Regions from separate parts of the Triticum aestivum genome. Here region 1 is linked to region 2. Evidence: chromatin contacts called from public Hi-C data. All regions are on one chromosome and are shown on one strand. Each heading gives the region's core, a stretch centred on a gene start, on an enhancer-like site or on the middle of the called end of the contact. The rest is flanking DNA. Distances are from core to core; before and after follow the strand shown.

The links. Hi-C and Micro-C count contacts between places; a contact is called where the count stands out from the background.
Region 1: a contact with region 2 is called in a Hi-C map of leaf, with 6 times the contacts expected there. The contact joins the enhancer-like site here to the promoter of LOC123181759 in region 2. A contact is called at or near these places in 1 of 5 Hi-C or Micro-C datasets (leaf) and 1 of 1 datasets of contacts at active chromatin or transcription factors (leaf).

What each region holds. Positions count from the first base shown.
Region 1 is chr1D:320,685,630-320,691,884 of IWGSC CS RefSeq v2.1, forward strand. LOC123181761 (phospholipase D zeta 1) reads right to left here. Exons shown (of 20, transcript XM_044594095.1): 18 at 3,492-3,557; 19 at 3,258-3,319; 20 at 2,546-3,180. The coding sequence ends at 2,931. Among protein-coding and RNA genes, the nearest start is that of LOC123181761, 17 kb to the right of the region's middle. Within about 2 kb of position 1,267, at least 6 of the 8 cell types and tissues checked have an H3K27ac peak or open chromatin away from gene starts, as enhancers often do. A contact at or near this core is called in leaf, where this site is marked.
Region 2 is chr1D:320,483,340-320,489,586 of IWGSC CS RefSeq v2.1, forward strand. It overlaps LOC123181759 (probable protein phosphatase 2C 48), which reads right to left and starts at 1,863. Exons shown (of 4, transcript XM_044594093.1): 1 at 1,126-1,863. The coding sequence starts at 1,326.

The sequences.
Region 1 (6,255 bases), core at 17-2,516, 200 kb after region 2:
GTGCATATCAGCCTCTTATGTATGGCTTTAACGCACTAACCACCTCAGAAGAAGCAAAGTGCACCAGCTCATGAACCAAAGCGGTTTTGCATCCATGTCTATGTGCTCATCAGTGGAGTGTACGTACGACTTCTGGATTCCTATATTGGAATTAGTGGTCCTAGCCTCAGGCTCTAGAATCTTCCGTGTGCATGTCTATACGCCTAGCAGCGGACACCTTTGCTTGCAGTTGCAGCCTACGGGGGCGGCGCACCGAGGTCCGAGGGCTTTGTATGTGAGCTGGAAACCAACGGCAGCACGGCGCCGCTTGGCATCTAATGTCCGTACTCGCGATTCTCACCTTTATATATCTATTCTGGAACAAGTTGGGTCGAAATATCCAAAATATATGTAGTGTTCTGGCCGTCATCGAATGTACTCCCCCGTCCTATAATGTGACATTGTAGTGTCAAGAAACGTTTTACTAGTGTCAAGAAACGTCTTACATTATGAGATGAAGGGAGTGCTTGTTTGTTTCTTGCTCGTGATGCATGGAGCAGAGATGTATGGTTTTGTGCTGTATGATTTGCTTCGATCGGGATGTTCACGCATGTCTAATCTAATCATTTAGGCCCCGCAAAGAGAATGTCTAATCATTTAGGTTGCGTTTGAGAATCAAGTCGCCGGCAGGCAACGTGCACTCGTGCTCTCCTCGATCGGCCATCAGACGGGCTCCGGTCTCGAGAACTATGTGATTTTTAGTGTCAAAAAAGAGCTTGAGAAGTATGTGAAAATTTGCCAATTCTAGATTGAATGGCATTCGATTTGTGCGAACTACCATTGCCTTGGACTCTAAGAAAAACATCACACCGTGCGCATGCATGTACTGTACGAGAGAGCGTCGCTTGCGGTGCCCAGTGCAGCTACGATATGCGCAGTGCTTGGTGACTCGTACACGCGACACCGGAAACGGAGTAAATATCTGATCTGTGCAAGTACAGGAGAACACCGGAGACGGAGTGCTACGGAAAACTCCCATCTGATCTGTGCAAGTAGCTTCTGTGGGATAGTAGGGATCTGGATCCTAAGAAGGAAAAGCCAACAAGATGGCATGGATCCACGTCGACCAACACGCGTGAGCCCACAGCGCTGCGCCCACTATATCGTCAGAATGACTAGGCAAGAAATTAAAGGACACAGCCGATGAGGCATTGAGATGAGTGGTGGTATCATAGCACTGGGTCCCGTCCCGTTCAGAGGTGCCTAGCAATCAGATCTGGCCTACATGATCAGGACACCTAGCTAGACTGGTTGGTGCTTGGCTAAAAATAGGGCACGGAAGGAGGCGACACATTCTAGACATTTCCAGTTCCACAAGCATTGATTTTCTTTTTTCTTTTTCTTTTTTTCTTTTTTGTGGCGGAGATGCAAGTTTCAATATCGACACTGACTGCCAATGGATTTGCCGAACCAGGAAACAAATTTGAGATTCCAGTGAGTGCAAGCACGAGCACATGTTTTCCCACTAAGAATTCACTGGATGTGTTAACCCAAATTTAATCTGTAATACACCTGCAGCCTGCAGGAATGAATGCATGTCCACGGCTTTCCGAAAGGATCCTTGATTCGTTTTCATCAACTATGTATTCATTAACGTTTCGTCAATTTCACAACTACGACTTCAAAACATCAGATCATTGATGTAGCTTGATCGTGCCATAAGTGTTTTCATACAAGTGCTTTCCAAGCTTTGCCCACCGAGTAGGCTTGACAAGGCACTATTGCTCAACAATTACAAACTTAGCTCAACCGCCAAAGCAGTTAGATAAACAGTTACAAACCTAGCTCAATCGCCAAAGCAGTTAGATAAAAACTTATTTGGGTATCTGGTGAGGCGACCGTATATATACTATTGCAATTACCTACTCTCTCTGTCCGAAAATAAGTGTTTCAACTTTGTAACTCTATTACAAAGTTTTACTAAGGTTGAAACACTTATTTTGGGACGGAGGGAGTATAAAAAAAATGCAAAAGTATTATAACCTTATTACATTAGTTAAAAACGATCACGTACCCTGTGTTAGTTAAGTGCTGATGTAGCTACAAACCATTGATTATTAGAGTTGTGGGTTTGTTGGTCTTGCTGCAGGAAGCTACAAAGTTGGTTGTAGCTTGTGTTGGCTGGAGGGCATCTAGCCGACGAGCTAACTGCTAAAGTGGTTCCTTCGAGAGATGTCCAGGACTTCTGTGAGAAACCATGGGCGAAATATGGACGTAATCACACTCTATTAGGATATAGCTACATAGTATGGACGTAACCCTCGGCTGTTTCTTATTACCAGCTTCTGCCAAAACACATGCAATGACGTCTAATGATTACCGGTGAAGAGGTGCAGGGTACGTGCATCTTCATTCGTTATATCATTCATCTGGGTAAATACATCCTCATTCATAACATCACAGAAACACATCAGTTCAAGATGGGATGATTGTTCTGTCTAGAATGTACAGTAATTCTCGAGAAGATGAAACACAAGACAGCAAAGGTTTCAAAAGTCACACCGGAGAGATTAATAGTGCATACATTGCAAGGCCAACTAGAATGTACTTATTCTTCAAAAATAATTCATAATGTACAACCAAGACAGCTTTAAAGAAAGAGCCTATTCTCTGGACTGGAAAAGTGTCAACTGAACAGGGGCATTTCTCACCTAAAAAAACCAGAGCCGTCGAATGAACTAACTATATTCCTATATTCTTTGGTTGGAAAAAGAAGAATCTGAGCACGGGTAATTGCCCAAAAAGACAGAACTCCGGTGAATGGGGTATATTTGTAAACTGCCTGACGTGGCCGTATATTTTCTTCATTTCCTGTAAAAACATCTACAAGCTGGCGCCTGTACTATGTACAACTAAGGCACTGGGAGAGCAACTCTTCCATGAAAATCAACCTAATGGAAAACTTGTGGAGATGTGTAATACTCGCTTTCACTGAAATATGGTCTCAAGTCCTCTTGGCACATGAAATCCAAAGGAAAAGATACAAGGTGGCCTCTGACCAACTGCAATCTCTCCATAGGGTCGGCACCTTTGAGATCGCCATCCTGGTAGGTTTCGAGCTTTTCTTGGGCAACGCCTAGATCAATTGTAGTGTGGCCAATTTTTTCCTTCCAGTAAGCAATGCTTTGCCGAAACTGTGTCCTGTGTGGTTATTATGTTTCAGAGAATGCAACAATGGGATGAAATAATACTGAGATGAAATGGCTGTTGATAAATACCTTGAATGGATGAGATCGTTGGGAACACAAGAGAATACATCCTGGTAAATCGTGGTATTTGTCTGCCAGACATGCTCAGGTAATTCAGTAATAAGAATAAAGGAAATCAACAAAAGAATTTGCAAATACCAAATATAACGTAATTTATAGGGAACGTCCCATATGCTTAGTAATCATAGTCTTGATTCTTGAATGAACTATGACTTCAGGGTACAACATTTTTGTTTCTGTCACCTTAGCAGTGGCCATCCAGATATTTTTGAACGTTGTATCATCCATAGGATCCATGATGTGGTTAACCTGCAAGAGAAAATGATATTTTGTGAACTTGAATAATGCACGGAATTTTCTTGTTTCCTACAATAAAGAGAAGACATCCTTATCAAGCATGCTTGTGATATACCAAATTCACGTAATTTTCTTTTATCAGGTTTTAACCAAGGCGGTAGGTGAGTTTTAGCCCACACGAAGGAGGTTCGGCGCAGGATAGTTTTGATCATTTATCTATACATACATCATACAAGTGTGAACATATAAATGTTTTTAGGGATTAGGGTGTCAGTTTTGTTTCTTCGTACATTGTATCATGCCTCTATCGAGGCTTTCCTTTCTCTACCTTTGCAATGAAATGAAACGCAGATGCTTTTGCGTTTTCCAAAAAAGTATCCAAACACTCAATAAGATCCTAACTAACTAGTCTTAAGGGTTTTGCAGATTATTTCTATTCCTTGAATCAAAACTTCACATGATGTATAATACATCACTACATTCTAATATAGAAGAGACTCTTTCACACCCGCGCGCTGGAGCGGTCGATCCATCCAAAGCCAAGCACTCAGCCGACAGCCTTTTCCTTTGGGGCCCACCAGGTGGATCTGGTCATGCACATGTGGAACGGCTCGTTAACATATGAATCGCTGAGAGCCCATCAAATTAGTCAACTACTAATCTCTCCCCCCCCCCCCTGATTTTCAGGGCGGTGGGGCCCACTCTAAACTATCCAAACCCGCCGGTTGCTCTAAACTATCCCACCCCATCGATGCACTTTCCAAACCGGGGACCAGTCCAAAAACGAGCATTGCCGCAGCCGCGCGTGAACTAGCATCGCCCCTCTAATATGTTCTATAAAAATATCACACAAACAACACAAAACACCATCAGACAGGCATATGCCCTTGTAGTTGTAAGAGTATCTCTACACCTTCCCTAAAACTTAACTCCCTGGATAACCTCCCTAAAATTTGAGGGCTTAAACTTTCTTGCACCTAGTTCTTCCCCTAAACTTAACTCCCTATACTTTTCATTTGCTATTTCCTCCATCCTTTTGCATACATAATTCAAAATTTGCTTATACACTCCCTATAATTCAAATGTTTCTTATAAACAATTCAAAATTTTGAATAACAACTCACACATTTCAATAACATTTCCAATTGAACGATAAGCATCAACATAGAGCATCCCAACATAGTTCATCATCAAAAGCCACCACATCCCATCCAAAAGCCACTGCATCCAACATATTTATCATCAAAAGCAACCACATCCCATCCAAAAGCCACTGCATCCAACATAGTTCGTCAAAAGCCACCGCATCCTACATTTTTCGTCAAAAGCCACCGCGAAAGCCACCACATGTAACATAAATCATGCACTCCCATTGCCACCACTACAACTACTACTACCACCACCATAGAACATCGATCTTGCCAACGAGTGAGCTGTCAGTATTGTTTTGTCTTGTTGTCCATCCCGCTTGCATCCATGAACATGATTTGGCACTCTTTGACCTCCTATTGTTCATCTCCACTTAGGTCTCGATTGCAAGTCTTTGCTCCTTGATTGCAAGCCTACGCTCGCCAGCACGCACTTTCCTCTCCTCAACATCCATCAAGTATGCCTCAGCCAAGGCCTTCGTTCTCAACCTCTCCTCCCCATCACTTTGAGCTCCATCCACCTCACCATCTTCTCTAGCTTGCGTTCGGCCGCCATCTCCTTTGATGATAGCATTAAGTTCTCCTTTGTAGGCACCAAGTGCACCATTCTTCTTCCTCTCCATCTCTTTCTCCCATCCAAACAAGAGCTAGGAGTGGGGCTTCTTCCCCTATCATATCACCCTCACCATCATCCTTGAGATCAGTGGAGACGGAGATCCTCAAATCTTAACCTTCTCGATGTTGTTTCAAAGTTCCTCCTCGCCCACTTCTCATTTATCTTGAGCACGGCGAAACAATGGTGCAAAGTGGTGAATGGCTTGTTACCAAACCACTTGCTCCGATGCTTGTATAGCTCTTGCGTGTACGGCCTATACTCATTAACTGAAACTCTACTCAAAGGCAAGTTGTTCTATTACTCAACACAACCGGACCACCGGCTGCAAAAATCTTAGATGACAATCCAACCATGAGCAAGAGAACCTTGTATGTTGGAGGGAATCAAATCAGGACACTACATGCATATTATTCCTCAATCCTTTTCCAAAAGGTTTCCTTTGTTTGATCGGCTCCAACAGTGGGCATCAAGGGAGATGTTCAACCAAGCATAGCACAAAGTCTCATCCTCCTCAGGCTCGTAGTTCACTAATCTTGTTAGCTTCTTCATAATATGCGGGTCGATCTCCTCCACTTTGGGACTACCATTTCTCCCTCTTGGGCTTACATCCACCATAGACAAGGCAATTTCCTCGAGCCGATGGTGTTAGATTCATCGAACGCCACCTTGGAAGCAAGTCTTGTCTTCTTGGCTTTTCGCTTCGGTTTGTTCAAATGCAAAAATCCATCACCACATTTGAGCATGGCAGCTTCCAATTTGCATATCCATCACTAATTTACAATGCACCACAGAGTTTGATAAAGAAAAAAAGGGAGAAAATTACCTATCGGGCAATGTGTCAAACACCTAGCGGGCGGAATCGACGACGCTGGCATTGGTGACCTCAGTTGGTGCCGAAGGGACAATGGAGGCATAGTTCAAAAAAAGGCGGCGGGCGAGGTCCTCC
Region 2 (6,247 bases), core at 613-3,112:
ATCGAGAAGAAACGAAAATATTGAAATGATGGGTACAAATTTACTGTGCATGGCAAATGGAAATCCAAGATTTCGGCGTGCCGTGATAGATTTTATGTTTTACGGGGAGTGACATGATAGAATTGACAACCAACTGAACCAGACGGCCCTTTTGTGCAGGTAGGTCATCGTTGTCCTTTTTTGCGGAACTGAGTAGTCAAATTAGATCGTGTTTCCAATCTAGTGCAGTTTAAGGGAGTGTCTATTTCTAAGTCGATCGACGTATTTCTAACCCGATAACTAACTGTCCGTTTTTTATCCAACAAAAAGTGGTTAATTACATGTTTTGCAAATTTATGAAATATAATGGACTTGCAGTCTGAAAAAATAGCAAATCCGACCATCGCAATCAGTATGTTTTAGGTGTTTAACTGTCCAAAGCCACTTTGGATTCAGATACCAAGAAACCCAACAAACAAACCCAACACCTTTTGTGGCTCCAGCAAATCAAGACACGTACCATCCCTTTTTTGGCAGATACTAGTACTACAGGATGAAACGCCTAGAGGCGAAAGGCAAGCGCCGTATCCAAGAAACTTGTGAACAACATGATCCAGGATCGTCCCAAAAGGCAACACGTAATCTGGTAAATGATGGCCTAACAATAGTTAGGCCGTACAGAATACCACCACAAAACAGAACTGAACCATCTCACAAAAATATCAGAAAAATGGTTAGGTAAACAACGGAGGGAGACGGGATCCAATCTCTATTTTATTTAGCGCACACGCAAGGCGAGCAGATGAAAACTGATTTATTTCTTCTGTGGTCAGAAATGAGAAGAAGAAGCCGGCGACTAGTCCCGAGTCCCAACGCTGTACCCTCGCCATTTTCTGTGGAACAGAGACCATGTCACCGGCTCATCTTGGCCATAATTAACCTCTTCTGCCTCTCTAGTAGCAGAAATTTGTGTTGGGAACGCGGGAATTAAATTGTGTGGCAAGAAGCTCCGTGCGGAGTACGTGGTGGATGCTGATCTTTGACTGCTACACGCCACCGGTACTATGTTGTGATAGCCAGCGTAAAAATTCATTCACATGCATCAGAGAGCAAGCAGGGAAGAAGCAGGGCGGCCGGCAAACTCACCTCCCAGACGATGGAGGTGTCCTGGTTGGTGCCCTTCTCGCCGCGGCGGGAGCACGCGGCGGCGAAGGTCTCGGAGCCCTCGCCCCAGAGCGTCCCCGACGAGCGCAGCACCGTCCCCTGCGGCTCCTCCGCCTCCTTCCTCTCCTTTCCCAGAGACATGGAGCGGGCCAGCCCCTGCAGCATGGACGAGATCTGCCGCATTCTCGCTGGCCAAGATCAAGACCCCCGATCGATCGGTTGATTCTATGGAGAGGCTTCTTCCTCCTCCTCCTTCCTCTCCTAGTTTCTCGGTGCTTGGTACTCGTGGTGTTCACGGGCAAGAACAGAGCAGAGGCTAAGAAGGAAGCGCGGTTTGTTTAGCTTGGGAGATCGATGTCCCGATCGGCCGTTTCTCCTGGATCTTTCTCTTTGTTTTGCTTTGGATTGAAGAGACGAGCTTGGAGTGGATATCTGGATAGGATCGGTCGGCTCGACTTCTACTTCACCAAGGAAGAAGGTGCAGAAGAAGGGACAGGAAGCGAGGATTGCTCAACTGCGGTGAGGCGACCGATGATGAACAAGGCAAGGGCCAAGGGCGCAAGGGAGGCGAGGCCGTGCGGATTGTGGTGGAGGTGAAGTGGAAGCTTGGGTGGGAGCTTATAAAGGAGAGGGGAGAGGGAAGGAGAGCCGTGGGTGCAGGGGAAGCTCACACACACCATGCAGATGCAGGCCGAAGCCGAGGCAGGCAGCCACACGGTGTGTCCGCCCGTCCGTCCGCCGCTTGCACAGCGACACAGCACAGCGATGCGTGTCTTTCAGCTGGGAACGGGACGGGTCCTCGGCGTGTGCGTGTTCCGTCTCGCCCGCCTTTTGGTCGATGTGGATAAGCAGCTGTGTGTGTGCCCGCTCTGGAATGCGCACAAGCCGACGTCGACGGTTATGATGCGCAATGGCGTGTGCGAGCCCAGTAGAAACGGATGTGTGTAGTTATGGGTCTTGCTGAACCTTTTGTGTCGAACAAGCGTCTTTGCTTGCTATCTTTGGGACGAGCTACGTAATAAATAGAGAATATGTCGCGGAAAATCTTAACAATTTATAGTCGTTTACATATGGATTTGATTTATATGCCTGCTTGATATTTCTTTAACGTCGTGGAATCGTAAAATATTCGTAGTAGATCTCTAATATTTCTCTTAACAAATGTTTCCCTTATTTGTTTCTTCTGCTCTAAGTACTATCTTGTTGATGTGCATACAATATTTCTCTTCTTGTATAGCGTGTACGCGCATCACTGTAATATTTGCACGTCTAGTCATCTCTAATATGGAAAGTTACAATTCAAATTATTTTGGTAAATTACATGCGACACATCGCATGCCTAAAGTATTCTACAACATACGTACACCCCTGAGTGTCATTTATATTGTGGGGAAAACCAGCGCAGCAGAAACCTAGCCCCCCTCTCACACAAAAAAACGGACATGTTTATGGCTCTTGCGCGACTTTTGTCTCGAACAAGTCTTTTGCTCTATGTAATAAAAACTATGATGCGGGGAATGTTAGTTGCTGCATGGAGCCTAAATATTTCTTAAAGATAAAACAAAAAACAACACTTTGAACTTTCAAAAAAAATCTGCAAAATACACACGTGCATAAGGATGTATACTACATTTTTGTAATCTGTCAAAGTGAAATATGTTTTTTTTGGGAGGAGCCGGCTGTCGCGCAGAAGGAGGCCATAGTTCACCCATGGCCGAAGCCACCACTGGGGAAGGTGGCCCTATCTGTTGATGGATCTTTCCTACAGTCTGATGGGTCAGCAGCGGCATGGATGATATTGAGGAGACATGATGGGAGTGTTGCATACCTGTGCATCTTTAACTGCAATGAAGCACTGGAAGCGGAGTTGCATGCGCTAATGCAAGGTATGGCTCTGGCTATCCAGCATTGTGAGCTACCTATCATTGTCTAGTCGGATTCTTCTGTCGCCCTCTCCGCCTTGACTGGCGACAGATTATCCAGATCTGCCTACGGGCATTTAGTCGCCGAGATTCGTCATCTTATGGTAGATAGAGTTTTCATTCCCTTGAAAATTAGTCATGTGCAAAATAGGGTAGTAGATCGTTTGACCCTGTATAGTCGTACAGAGAGTACTACTGTTGTATGGCTTGGACGAGGTTCATCGTGTGATCTCTTGCCTCGTGATTGTAACCCTATGCCTATGGAATAAAATTCTTCTACCAGCGCAAAAAAAAAAGTGAAATATGTTTTTGATGTGAGCTCCACAAAAATACAATAATTGTATTTCTATCACATGCTTGTCACTATAAAATTCCATGTTTTTTTGTGTGTATCTCGCACCAAAACGTATTTCCTTTTTGTGCATAACTTCAAAACCTTTGTATATTTCTTGGCAAAAAACTTGTTTATTTTTTTATTCAGAATGAATGCTACCGAGCAATTAAACATTTTGGCAATAATATTCTCCTCATCCTTTTATTTTTCTTTTGGTCAAATCAAATCATAGTTCCCTAAAAAAAGAAAGAGCAAATGCACGCAACGAAGTTTCGATCCGTGTAACCGTCAGCGGCGGCAGCAGCAGCTGGCAATACTAATAAAAGCTATCCATAAACAATTGATATGCTTGTTTATCCCATTCCAACATCTCAGCAAGGGAAGGAGATATACTATTTCAGAGAGGCCAGAAGGTCTCCGTGACCCTCTCAGCCACGAGCCGGCGGGTGATCTCCGCCGTGCGCGAGCACTCAAGCAGCATAGAAAATGTTTCTTCCGGGGGCAGACGATCCCTCCTCTCATCGCTACCCTGCGCCCATCAACAACCGCAGCCGCACAAGAACTTGGGCACCGCACAGGCGTCATTTCGTTTTCTGCCATGCCGCCCGTTGTACGTGGAGAGCCACACAACCCCTCCACCGGTTCGGCAACACGTGACCGTGGTGCAGCGCCTAGGAGGATTATCTCGTGGCCGTGGTGGTGCGGGGTTCTTTCTGCTGGGCTGCCAAGCGATGGCAACAGAAAAAGAAAAATGGATCGAATGCTAAGGCCAACTCCAATGCTAGACCTTATTCAGGCATCCGTTTTGTCCGGATTTCATTCGTTTAGGATGGAAATGAGAGGCGGATGTCCTTGTCGGAACGGCCTGGCGCGCGGCCCCAGCCGCAACTTGTCCGCGGTGGACACAGGGGAAAATAACAAAAAACAAAAGCTAAGATAAGGCATTCTAACAGCTAAAAAACTTAAAAACATAGTATTTAAAAGTCCGCGTCCTTACGGCCCAACCACAACACTTAGTTTAATTAACATAAAACAAAAAAACAAAGCAAAAGATAATGTGGTCGTCCCGCGCGCCGCAGAAGACCTCGCCGTCGCCGCTGATGCCGTCGCAGCCGCCGTCTTTAGGCGCCACCATCCTCGTCGTTGCTCGTCAGGTCGATGTAGGGTGGGGCGGCGCCCCCCAGATTGGGCCAGGGGCGTACTGTGCAGGCGGCAGAGGAGGCGGGCGCGGCACCCGCTGGGGGTGGCGACCACGCGCCAATGCACGCTCCTCCGCGGGCTCCTCCTTGACCTCCTGCTTGACATCCAGCTCCGGGATGTACACGTCCCCGGAGGCTGAGAGCTCAAGCATATACTGCAAGCCCTGCCACTCCTCCTCCTGCTGGCGCGTGTACTCCCTCTCGGAGTCCTCCATGACGGCCTGCAGGAGCCGCTCCTCCTCCTCGGCCATCATGGCGGGAGGTTGCGGGGGTGGGGGCGATGGGGAGGGAGACGACGTTGGCGTCATGGCACAAATCCGCGTGCGGCCGCGCACGCTTGGCTGGCTCGGCGTGCACGTACGAGGCGCATGCCGCACACTCACTACTAGGGAAAACCCTAGTAGTAGCACTTGAAATAAGCATAGCAGTAGCGCTTGGTCCAGCGCTACTGCTAGCGCGCTACAGCTAAGTTGTAGCAGTAGCGCTGGTATAGGCAGCCCTACTGGTAAGTATTGTTAGCAGTAGCGCTTCCTGCACCCGCGCTACTGATAACTATGTGTAGCGCTTGTTCATATGAAGCGCTGCTGCTAAGCCAGCGCTACTGCTAATGTTCCTGCTTTCACCGACCCCCACCCCTACGTATTTGCGCTGTATTTATACAGGCTCTATACAATAGTTTCATCAGATCATACTAAACATACACTATTCTCATCATATCATAGACATATAGTAGTCTCATCATACCATCATCATCATCATCATCATCATTCAACACAAATATCATCACATCTCGAAAATAGCGATACACAAGTGCGATAATGCCATGTCTCGAATAAGTGCAACTGCATGGTCATGGCACACATACAAGTTTCATCATCTCTATCTAAACCATGATGTAGAAGAGAAGAGCGATCAGCATGAGCAAGAGCGCGACTATGTAGTACCGGCGGTCCCGCCCCTGCTCATGCTGGAGTGTCCACCTCAAGTAACTACTTTCCGCTTCGGCTCTGCTGTCGAACCCACTATGGCTAGCACCCGAGTACCTGTGCACCTGGGCCTGAGCGGCTGCCCAGTGGTCGTAGACTCCTAGAACCCTCCCAACGTACACGGCATAGTAGCCCTTCGCCATCTCTGATCTATGTACCTGCATCGTGAGTTGATGAATTGAACGATAATATGCAACATAATGTACTTAAGAAAACAAAGAGGTAACCGGGAGCAAAATACAAGCAACCAATAGTAAACATAAATGACAAAGTTCCTCATACCCAAACTAATTAACTAGAGCGATCTACGCTAGTTCAGGACCATGGTTTAGTTACATCACATAGTTTCGTCGTGCATAAATTGAAAGTTTTGCCATAGAAAAAGACAGTAGTGACACAAGCATTGTCATCAACAATCAGTCCTCCATGTCGGCGGTCCAATTTTCATAGTCAGGGAGGAAGCACCCGATCTTCTTGAAAGGCTTCAGGTCCAGACGCTGAGCGATTAGCAGTGCTCGGACATCTTCTCGCGTGATTGGCCCATGGTAGAACATCCCTGTTGGTTCGAGGACCTGCTTCATGATCACTTAGGCAAGTTCACACTGCACGTGATAAAACTCAGCTCTGATTCGATGATCTGGTGTACTTCCTATGCTTGTGGCC